Regions from separate parts of the Zea mays genome. Here all the other regions are linked to region 1. The links are chromatin contacts, called in public Hi-C maps. All regions are on one chromosome and are shown on one strand. The core of a region is the stretch at or near the end of the contact, and the rest is flanking DNA. Distances in the headings are between cores, read along the strand shown. Region 1 holds the start of LOC100501270. Region 2 has its middle 150 kb from the start of LOC100191921. Region 3 has its middle 220 kb from the start of LOC100191921. Region 4 holds the start of LOC100191921.

Region 1 (2,700 bases), core at 21-2,520:
CTCAACTTAAGCCTGGTACATGCGTGTGCTCTGGAGTCTAGATTCTGGCCAATCAATGTAAGTCATCAGATTAGCCTGTTTGGCGAGGCAGGCGAGTAGGCGACCATCCAACCATCTGGCCGATAGAGCGTTTGTTTTAACTTAAAAATCAGATTATGATGTCAGAATCGGTTTCTGATAGTTAAACTTTTCGTTTCTCAACCTATTTTTAGTGAAAATTTTCATATATCTTAAATTTTATGGACTCCTTTATCTTTCTTGGCAACCTAAGTTTTGTAATATGTAGATTTCTCTATAATCAAATTCTCCCAATCCAGACTTGAAAAAGCTTATCAGAAAAAAACTTAGAGTGTATTTGGTTGAGCAGGAGAAAAATAGAGTGGCTTTATTTTCATCATTTTAGATGTTTGGTTTTCAACAAAAGATGAGCGAAATGATTCCTGAAGTCTACATATGAAAATTTAATATAAATAATTGAAATGCTTCCACTGCACAAAAGCAATTGGACTTGAGGGCTCTTTCGAATGCGAGCGCTTTCCTCCCTCTCCTACTCTCTACACTTATTACGGATCTCCAACCAAACATAGAACGAGGTGACTCTGCTTTATTCTACTTTTCAACTAAACAAAGATTGGAAGATCTTTATTCTATTTAACAAACATAGAGATAATCTATTCTAATTGACTCTTCAACCACCGCACCGAAGAGAGTAGAGGTTCACACGAAAGTCCAGCCGGACACCGCGGCTCCCACCTTGCCTCTCGCCGCGGCCCCGATCCCTCGCGGTGAAACGGAGTTATTACGGAGTTTTCTGACGGCAGTAACACACGCTACTACGTTCTGACGACTCGCCGACACCGGGCCCGAGAAACTAGCTGAACAAAAAGCGTAAGCCTTGTAATTATTTCGGTACGCAAAAAACGCAGCCCTTCACAGTTGAGTATTGTTGGGCACAGCCGCACAGGTCCAGCGCTGCAAGGTAAGGGCATGTACAACCTAGACACTGTTGCACGGTACTCCAAGTATAAGACATAACTAAAACACAACATAATACAGTGAGTATGTCTAAAACATGTGTCTTACCATATTTATTGTACCAATCAGATCATTCAATAAATTAAAATGACCAATCAGCTAATCTCCTGTCTCGAACATAGAGCTAAGACACTATGTCTTCGTCAAGATACATGTCTTGAGTTTTTTTACAATCACCCCCCTAGACACACTCGAAGACACAACTCAAGACACCCATTGTACATGCCCTAAGATGACTGAAGGCGCGATGTGTTCCAACGGTCCACCTCGACCCTCGGCTCACCGTCCAGACAGAGCAACCGCCTAACCAAGATGCGGAGCTCAGTGACCAACCGGCCCGACGGCTATGATCTTCTTCGCGCCCCGCTTTCCCTTATAGAGGACCATCTGAACCGTTGGATCGAAGTATAAATAACGACGGACACGCAAGACCGATCCCTCTATTTGTTCGCACGTCTCTCGTGTCACCTCCCCCGTTTGTTACCCCGAGAAGGCAAGCCGAGGCGGAGCCGGAACGGGAAGGCGCCGAAGCGTTCGCGGTCGCGGCTTCGCGATTTCGGGTTTGTTGTTCGTTCTCTCTCTCTCCGTCCGAACCCCCCATAATCTCTGGCGCTAACCCTAGCCCAATGCAGCAGGAGGATCGCCTTTGAGAGCTTGCGCTGGGTGGTGGTGGTGGAGCGGCGGCGAAGATGACGGCGCCGCGCGGTGGCGGAGATGAGCCGCCGCCGTCTTCGGCTGCGGCGGGGCACGCCGCGGGGAACGAGCCAGTGACGCCGACTTCCGCGCTCGTGTCGGGACTCAACCGCCGCGGGTCGAGGGGTGCGGGCATGGCCACCTTCTCGATGGAGGTCTTCGACAACGAAGTCGTCCCATCCACGCTCAACAGCATCGCGCCCATCCTGCGCGTCGCGGCCGAGATCGAGCACGAGCGCCCCCGGGTCGCGTACCTATGTATGTGCATTCTGCTCTCAGGAATTACTGTGGCGCACTCGCATGCAGTTTCGACGCGTTTGGTCTGATTTTTGCGACAAAATGAATTAATCGAACGCTCCCGATGAACTTTTAGCTAACCTGGTTATCTACTTTGAACTTTTTTTGTTCGTGCGTTTCGACAAGTTTATTCTGAGATTTTTGGGGGCACACATGCACGCCTTGGTTCGTGATTTTCGAAAAGGTTGTGCTGAATCGTTGTGATCATCCGTATCTGTTCAAACAAAGAGTTGACGTGTTTCTCTATGTTAGATGAACTCATGAACATATATTCATGAACATATATCTGAATTGATGAATGATGAATTGTGCTAATTTAATGTTACATTGACGTGGTTGTTGAAAATATAAGTATAATAATTTTTATTGTTAAATTAGTTTAAAATTAACTAAAAATTAATTATTATGTACATATTTTTTCTTCTGTTCTAGCTCGCTAGCAAAACGAGTCAAGTCGAGCTAACTCTGTGACTTGTTAACTTAACGAGTCGAGACGAGCTGGCTCATTATTCAGCCCTCTCTACAGACTTCTCTGGTTTTGCCACGTCTCCATGCTTCGGAAAGGAAATTTCGGAGTATGTTAACACCCGTACGTATCATAGCTCGTTTTCTATATGACCAACCGTATATAATAAGCATCAATTGCAATAAGCATCAATTGTTTGTTTCGGGGGC
Region 2 (2,700 bases), core at 158-2,657, 340 kb before region 1:
CTCTAAAAGATTATATCCTCTATATCTTCTTAGTCTCCAGCAACGTTCCCTAAATCCGGTCCTCTAAAGCCACAGTATTAATAGATTTTATTTTTCCATTGGTCGCATTAGTACGACATTAACCAAAATATAATAAAAAAAAGACATGACGTGAGCTAGTATCAGCCAAAAGGAGCATCACGTACGTTTACCGAACGCATAGTACACCTCTACATCTAGCGGCTGCCAGAGTCGTCCGCTATTTTAGAGAACACAATAGCGGACCTTGTTGGAAGGTTTACAGACAGCCAGAAACGCTAAATATACGGTACCGGCTCCTTTAGCGCATGCTGCTGGAGGCAGCCTTACCACCTTAACACTGTGCCACTTCCAGCGGGTCCCACGTCGCCAGTCACTTTCGCGCTCACTGCACTCGGGTCCCACCATCCTGGTCAGTCGCGGTGATTGCTTGGTGGGCCGACACTGTCAGCTCCTTCTCCTCTGGCATAGCAGACCTCGCGTGCGCGCTGGGGAGGGCAGCGCCGTGGATTCCGCGTGGAATTCGTGGGCCTGTGTCACCCGAAACTCCCTCTTCCTGTGACCGTGCGGACTCCGTGGGTTGGTTACAACCACCACCCCGCTTTTCTCTACTCGACGCCTGAGGTCCTCTAGCTCCACATATAGTGGATTGAAAAGCCGAGGACGCCGTTCTCCCCTACCGCGTTTGACTCCTTTGATGCGGCGCTGTAGAAATCAACGCCAGGGTATAGCGAGACCGGAAGAGAGAGATCGAGTGCTTGTGGACGACGCCGTCACCGCACCTACATCGTGTTAGTTCGGTCCATCGCTGATTGGAGTCTTTGGGGCACGGCAAAACCATCTGCGGCAGCCGCAGGTGGCGCGTGGAACATCACCCTCGGTCGAAGGAGCCTCAATCACCGAAAGCCGGATGGGACTCGACCGTAGCTCGTGAGGATTTTCACGCCGTGTCTGATTTGTGCCATGGGGATTTTGCACCAGTGGGTCGGTGTCGTCGTCGGGCTGCCATGGATCACGTAGCCGCTGCAACGCGTTGACCGGATCATCTTTGCTCAGAACTATGGTAAGAAACCCTCCACGAGATCCTGCCAACCTCTTTGCGTGGCATAAGTTGGTTTTGAGTTTAGGTGTAGGGGCGATTGATTTTCGGGGACACTGTAATGGAGCCACCGCAGGGTGAATCTGCGCCGCTGGCTAGCTATACCCGAGGAAGAAGAATAGTGCTAGCCGTTGATCATAGGATAAACGGTTGGCATTAGATCTCAATCATCATTTCAGTCTTTTGATCTTGGCCATTAAAACTAGATCGGGCGGCTGAGATGGATTCCTGGGCGTGGGATGTTGTCGTTCGTGGATCACGGATCCTACGGTGGACAGAACATACCGGTTCGTTGTGGCTCGGATCTAATCTGAGTCGACCATTCCGTATCGGGCTGCCCTAGATGGAGAATACCTCTTCGGCCGTGGCATTTTCCTAAAGAGACCCTAGACTTGTAAGAAATGAACCCACCGTCCTGTAGAATAGTTCTGTGTCTTGGGAAAACTTGCACCGAGGCCCCCAAGTTCCTTTGTTTTCATGTGCGCAGTCCAGATAATAAGGAAAACCATATAAATAATATCAGAAATTGATTTTAACACTAAAATAATTCTAGGAACTTGTAAAATCCATATAAAATTTATTTTAGCGCCTTTTCAGTTTATTCCAGTTCCTATAATTTTGTGATATTATTGTTTATCAATTAGTACCACTATTTTGACATGAAAGTCACATTAAAATTTATATCCTATTTAATCTTGTAGAAAACACATAAAATCTTTAGAAATTTATAACTTAAAATCTATAACTCCGATTTGATCCATTCAATTTGCGTTAGTCTCTTACAAGTATTTACTACGCAGTAACAACATTTATTATACCATGTTTCAGTCTTTTATAATCAGATCTTTATTTAATTTATGTTGGTTAGACTTGTTAATTTGCTTAGCATTATAATATACTAAAATATGATCTATGGCCAATTTATAACTTAGATTAAAGTTGGGATAATTATTTATAGAATAACCTCTCATATGATTTACAGTAACCAATTTATAATATAGTTTAATATTTTAATCACACAGATGTTCTATAAAATCATAACTCCTTAGTCATGACTCCGATCTTAGTAGTTCTCGATCCCACGAGCTCGTAGCTTCGTGTAGATTATTATTATTCAGTTTGTACTTATGTTTGGTGTGATGTTAATTTTATCTATACCATGTTTGTTTGTATTGCTACGACTAGCAGTGAGGTCGCGAGGATCTGAAGAATCATCCTGGTACCTGGAATCTCAAGTGCCAGGCAAGTTGTGCCCTTGACCACTTTTCACCCAATAATGTTCTTTAATGTCATTATTCATGCATAGGTTTAATTTTGACGGGACCCAATATGTCACCCTAGTCTGTTTATCCATTTTACCTTGTTTACCCCTGAATCATTTGAGTAGTTTTGCTATTACTTTATATTGTTTTGGGTTAATATTTCATTATATCCATGTACCAATTATGTTGTTATTTTATTTATGTTCATGTCAAGATCATTATTATCTTTAATTGGAACATGGAGCTTAACTTGAGAAACACGTGCCACAACAAGGGTGGAATGGGACGCCCTTGGCTGACTAATTAGGAAAGCTAGTGGAA
Region 3 (2,700 bases), core at 119-2,618, 270 kb before region 1:
AAACTAAGCAACTTTCATATTTAGAGATTTCCAAGTTTTGTGGTGAAACTTGAAGTAAATTTGCAAAGGTCCATAAGCACCTCTACTCTTAAAGCCTAGAAAATGGTGTTAAAGAGCCAATTTCGGGCTTCTGTATTTCTCAATCCATGAGAAGTTTGTTGTAAGTCATTGTGAAAAATTGTAAAACTATTATAGTAGTGTAAATTTGATTAAGTAACTTAGCCCTAAAACTATATGGAACGTGGAGTAAAGTGTTCCCAAAGTCGAGCTGTCAGTCTTGGGGATATTCTAAACCTAAACTAACAGTGGTGCTAGTCTGACTTTGGATTCAAGTTAAAGATGATTCAGTGGGGTTAAGCCCAAGGTCTCGTGACAAAGTTGAAGACTATACATAGGAGTATAACTTTTCTAAAGTGAGGTTGGCGTGTTGTTATGTGGAAATAGAAGTGAAAGTGCCTCGAAGTGGCTCTGTCAGTCGGTCTGATGGGGAGCGGGGAGAAAGCATGGTTACTGCATTTGGTTATACTGAATCCGAGATTCAATGTCATTAAGCAAACTTTGGCGCCGTCGTGTGCTTAATTCGTGAAGAATTTCGGCATGGCTGATATACCAAAGTGGAAGAGCGTTGATTAGTGTACCATTTTGATTAGAACCGATTTGCAAATCGCTGCACAAATAAAGGAGTAAAGTTCATCTGAACTCAGCCTGGCTGGTGAGGTAGGGATCCGAGTTCAGTGCACTTCGCTGTGGATAAGAATGCCACCACTGCCACGTTCACTACTCGGGCTCGCGTGCGCGGGTAAAAATCTTCCGAGACGTGGCACATGTAACCATGAGGTGTCAGCGTTCGACCGAAGCATTCACCTGGGCGCTCGCCGTGGCCCTTACCCGCTCACGGGCTCGCCAGCGCGGTGAGAAAAACCCGAAGATCTTTTAAATTCAATCGGATTCCAGTAACCTCCCTATAAATTGAGCCCAAGCACTGCTTCCAGGTCCCCTTACGCACCTTAGAGCTAGCGCGAACCGACCAATTTCTTTGAGAAACTCCAGAGTATCTTCTTCCCCTCGCCGTCTTCAGCTCGGTCGTGGGAGACATCTCCGTAGCCAGGTAAGATAGGGCTAGTATTCTTTCAATTATGCCTTGTTCTGACTCCCTCTGGTGCTATCCGGAATACTCCGCCGTCTGGCATCTCGATGTGGCGACCTCTCTATTCTTTGTTCAAGCCATCCCACTACTGTTCCTGACTCCTGGTGAGTTCTTAATGCTTGCCATGCCTGCTAATTGAATTCTAACGCATCGTGTCTCCGGGACCGAGCCCAGCAAACCTCAGTGTCCGCCATGAACATGAGTAACCAAGGCCGTGGGCTGACATAACTCAATTATCCGTGGGGTAGGGGTCGGTTAGGCTCGGAGATGGGGCTTGTGTGTCACACCGGATTGAAGGGATAAAACCGGGTGCATTTTATATGTGCGCCAAGAAAAAACAACACATATAATAACAGAGTGCATACAGATAAATATCATAAATATCATAAATGTACTTATTACATAGCGGAAGTCTTATAAAATAAATGATAAAAATAAAACGAACTAAATATTATTTCCCTAGCGTCATAAAGCTTACTGTGAGATCCCACCTAGATCAAATCGAACTCCTCGTTATGCGACTCCTCTTCGACCACCTGTTCTTCTCCTGTGGGGGGTGTGAGTCCTAAGGGTGAGCTCACATATGTTCATCGCTTAACAAGTTGTGAGGAATAATGTGCACGAACTCACCAAAGGTGAGAATTCATGTGAAGTGTAAGGCTGATCAATAAAATAAAGGTTGAAACTGAGCATTGCTTTTATAAATTGATCAAAATTTTATTAACAGTTACTAAGTGTAAGTAAATACCAAACCATAGTAATAATAAATAAAAGTAATAATAAATAATCCCAATGCGACGCAAATGGCAAATTGAATTTAATTTCATAAATTAATCAAGTGAGTGTCCGGGCTGCTCATGACCATGAGCACGGCTAGTATACCAGTTTTACACCTCTACCAAGAAAGCGAGGCAGAGTTTCACTACGAGGCCTTTACAAAGTTCCACTAGCTTCAGAAAACCCGCTACAGTTTTGTCGGCGTTTCGAGACCGGGGGTCCCTAAGCCGACGAGTGAGTGTGCCGCGTGCCCCAGCCCAGATGGGTCGAGCGCGTGGGCGAGCGCGAAGGGGGGAAAGCGAGGTGGCCGGAGACGGACGTGAGAGAGGTGGAAATCCCGCGGCCTTCGTGTTCGTCCCGCGCCCAGGTCGGGTGCGCTTGCAGTAGGGGGTTACAAGCGTCCACGCGGGTGAGGGAAGCGAGCGGCCCCAAGAGAGCGCCTGTCCCCGTCCTCGTCCCCGCGCGGCCAACCTTCTCTAAGAAGGCCCTGGTCCTTTCTTTTATAGGCGTAAGGAGAGGATCCAGGTGTACAATGGGGGTGTAGCAGACTACTACGTGTCTAGCGGGGGGGAGAGCTAGTGCCCTAAGTACATGCCAATGTGGCAGCCGGAGAGATCTTAGCACCCTGCTGGCGTGATGTCGTGGCTGTCGGAGGTGCAACGGAGCCTGGCGGAGGGACAGCTGTTGGAACGGTTGTGTCCTTGCTGACGTCGCCCTGCTTTCGTAAGAGAGCTGAGAGCCGCCGTCGTCACGGGGCTAGCGGGGCGCCATCATTG
Region 4 (2,700 bases), core at 2-2,501, 490 kb before region 1:
CCAATATCAAAACATTGCGAACATTAGTATCCATATAAGGAGAATTTTAATGGACAAGACATAGTGGTATATATTTATAGCAATTGGAGTAAAATAAAAACCGTCCTTTCAAGTAACTTGGGTAGAAAAATTATATCCATTGTATACATCAGAACTTTCGTTTTTCTCAATAACAAGAACAGGACAAGTTTTCTTGGAGCTCACACCAACTGCATCTCCTTTGCCTAAGCTAGATAAACAGAATTGCATCCTTTTATCCTGAACTAGAGTGTAGGGATGTACGAGGAACTCCAGTACACAGCATTGTTCAAAAACATAAAATGTTAACAGTAGCGCATGGCATATTCTTACAGTCACAACAGGAGAGCTAGAGGGTTCATTCCATGCTGTGTCTTCTGCAGGCCTGCTGTGATACTGCTCTTCCGAGATATTGTGGGTTGAGCCTCTAAAAAACTTGGTCAGCCAACCCATATTGCTCAAACTGGCAATAAAACAAGAGCTGTAATCTGAAATTAATGCCAAAATGTTGGGAAACGCAAAATGAAGGGTGAGATCAGAATGGATACAATTGAACCCCAGGAAACAAACTGCACCAGCACTTGGGTGCCAAGTTCAATCGTGTAAGTGTCAACAGATTATTTATCGTACAAATAGATAACCTACTCTAACAGTGCATTTGGATTAGATTAGTACGGAACCACGCGGACAAATCCGCAACTGAACTGAACCGAAGCGAGAAAAAGGATTTGATTGATAACTCCAATCACTACTGTATAGACTCTAGAATCCATCCAAGCACGCTGGACATGCTTACCACGCGACGAGACCGATCCAAGTCCGGATGGATCTCCGCTCCACGGCGCCCGTAGTGACGGGGGCGGGAGGCGGCTGGCGAAGCCTCTCCTAGAAGAGGGACCTGTCCCGTCCTGTAGCTGATGTACCCAGGTGCCGTCGGGGCGATGGCCCGCGCAACGAATTGCCAAGAAGAAACGAGTCGGCGAAGGAATCGGAGAGGAAATCGGGAGCGCGGAGGAAGTGGAAAGCAGGCGAGTAGGGAGCGAGGTGAGCGAGAGCGACCGAGCTCGAGCTGCGATCCTAGGACGAAATGACACCCTTTTTTGGTTCTTGAGGGGGGCGGGGAGGGGGATCGGGCTGGCCTCGCTTGCCTTTTCAGGCGATCTCGGCGAGGGGAAGAGGCGCGGTGGTCGGCGCGGGCGAGCCGATTGGCCGGCAAAGCCAGCTCGGGGCCGGGGTCGCGGCGTCAGGTGCCCACGGAGAGGAAGCAGGGTGGGGTAACGGGCCACGAAACCAAGGAAGGGAGAGGGGTGCACGCGGACACCACGAGACAAGTCCAAAACGGCTGCGGGACCAGGACCGGGACTCAGGATTCTCCTCAAGGTTACTTTGGTAACATCAAATACCCTTTGGGATTGAAAGAAACTAGGTTAGAAATAAACTAATTTCCTTTCTAATCTCATTAAATCCTGAAGATGATTTGGGTTTTCAAACTAGCCATCAGGTTTTTTTTCTCCTAGCAGAAAGGCCAGGATTGTATCATTTATGACAATTTATCACGTCTAAGATTAGATAAGTTTAATTAAATTAGACATATATTTGGTTTAGAGCCACCATTGTGACAAGATTTTACGCCTCCTGCCTGGGTCTCACTTGTCAACTACTTGTAAAAGTATGGTAAGATTCCCTTAGATGTGATAAATTGTGACGTAGAATTTGAGCGCATAACCTTAGACACATTAGAAAAGTGTGTCATAAAAATGTGGCAATTGTTGGCAACTTAGGTATAGAACCAAACAGGCTCTAGGAGCGCTTGAACTTGTCAGTTTGTCACATTGATGTGCATGTGCTTACGATCCGGAGAAACAATCTCTCTCACGCTCAATCTACTCGAACAATAGACGACTATGATTCTATGTCTGATATTTTAATCTTAAAGAACTGTAACACCCTGAATTTGGGGTATAAAATTTTGTAACACCCCTGGTGTTACTGGCACTAAAACTTGAGCATGGCATCATATGCACTGACATTTCATTTTGTTTGTAACACCTAGAATGCATCCACTAGGTAAAACTTCAAAACAAGTGGGATGTAGTGACTTGGAGTATTCCTAACTCTAGGGTAGGGTACTCAACCCTGGGATTAGGGCATATGGATAAAGGTGAAGCCAAAATGAGTAATACCTCAAAAGTCATTAGAAATATTCATAAGGTATCAAGTTTGATGGATTTGAGTGGCACAAAAATCCTAGAGTGCTCAAAACTCTAAAAAGAACCCTAGAAAACCCTAATTTGTACCCTAGGGGTGATTTCAAATTCCAAACACTTTTAGACCAAAATGTAAATATCAAAGTGGTAGAACATCAAAAACCAAGCAACTTTTACATTGGAGGATTTTCAAGTAATGGGGCAATTTGGACTTAACTGTAAAAGTCCCAAGGACACCCATGTGTTGAACTCTGAAATTTCAGTGAGATTAGGCTGACTTTGGAGCCTTGTATTTCTTAATTCATGAGGATTTTGCACTAGGTCAATACATCAAACTTGTAGATCTATGATAGGAGTACAACTTTGATTAAGTGACTAAGCATTGGTGCTGTACAAAAATTGGGTATAAATGGACTTAAAGTCTGGTTGTCAATCAGCCCTGAAACTGAATCTGGACTGACAGTGAACTGGTACA

Evidence for each region. A called contact is a pair of places that touch in the nucleus more often than the background predicts.
Region 2: a contact with region 1 is called in a Hi-C map of bundle sheath, with 2.7 times the contacts expected there. The contact joins the enhancer-like site here to the promoter of LOC100501270 in region 1. A contact is called at or near these places in 5 of 25 Hi-C or Micro-C datasets (bundle sheath, endosperm, leaf and 1 more).
Region 3: a contact with region 1 is called in a Hi-C map of ear, with 4 times the contacts expected there. The contact joins the enhancer-like site here to the promoter of LOC100501270 in region 1. A contact is called at or near these places in 8 of 25 Hi-C or Micro-C datasets (bundle sheath, ear, endosperm and 2 more).
Region 4: a Hi-C map of bundle sheath shows a contact between it and region 1, with 4 times the contacts expected there. The contact joins the promoter of LOC100191921 here to the promoter of LOC100501270 in region 1. A contact is called at or near these places in 7 of 25 Hi-C or Micro-C datasets (bundle sheath, ear, endosperm and 2 more).

What each region holds. Positions count from the first base shown.
Region 1 is chr6:61,500,330-61,503,029 of Zm-B73-REFERENCE-NAM-5.0, reverse strand. It overlaps LOC100501270, which reads left to right and starts at 1,270. Exons shown (of 43, transcript XM_020539145.2): 1 at 1,270-1,595; 2 at 1,668-1,986. The coding sequence starts at 1,725.
Region 2 is chr6:61,836,953-61,839,652 of Zm-B73-REFERENCE-NAM-5.0, reverse strand. No RefSeq gene overlaps it. Among protein-coding and RNA genes, the nearest start is that of LOC100191921, 150 kb to the left of the region's middle. Within about 2 kb of position 1,407, at least 18 of the 20 cell types and tissues checked have an H3K27ac peak or open chromatin away from gene starts, as enhancers often do. A contact at or near this core is called in bundle sheath, endosperm, leaf and 1 more, where this site is marked.
Region 3 is chr6:61,770,864-61,773,563 of Zm-B73-REFERENCE-NAM-5.0, reverse strand. No RefSeq gene overlaps it. Among protein-coding and RNA genes, the nearest start is that of LOC100191921, 220 kb to the left of the region's middle. Within about 2 kb of position 1,368, at least 10 of the 20 cell types and tissues checked have an H3K27ac peak or open chromatin away from gene starts, as enhancers often do. A contact at or near this core is called in bundle sheath, ear, endosperm and 1 more, where this site is marked.
Region 4 is chr6:61,988,650-61,991,349 of Zm-B73-REFERENCE-NAM-5.0, reverse strand. It overlaps LOC100191921, which reads right to left and starts at 1,251. Exons shown (of 12, transcript NM_001137345.1): 1 at 815-1,251; 2 at 352-506. The coding sequence starts at 471.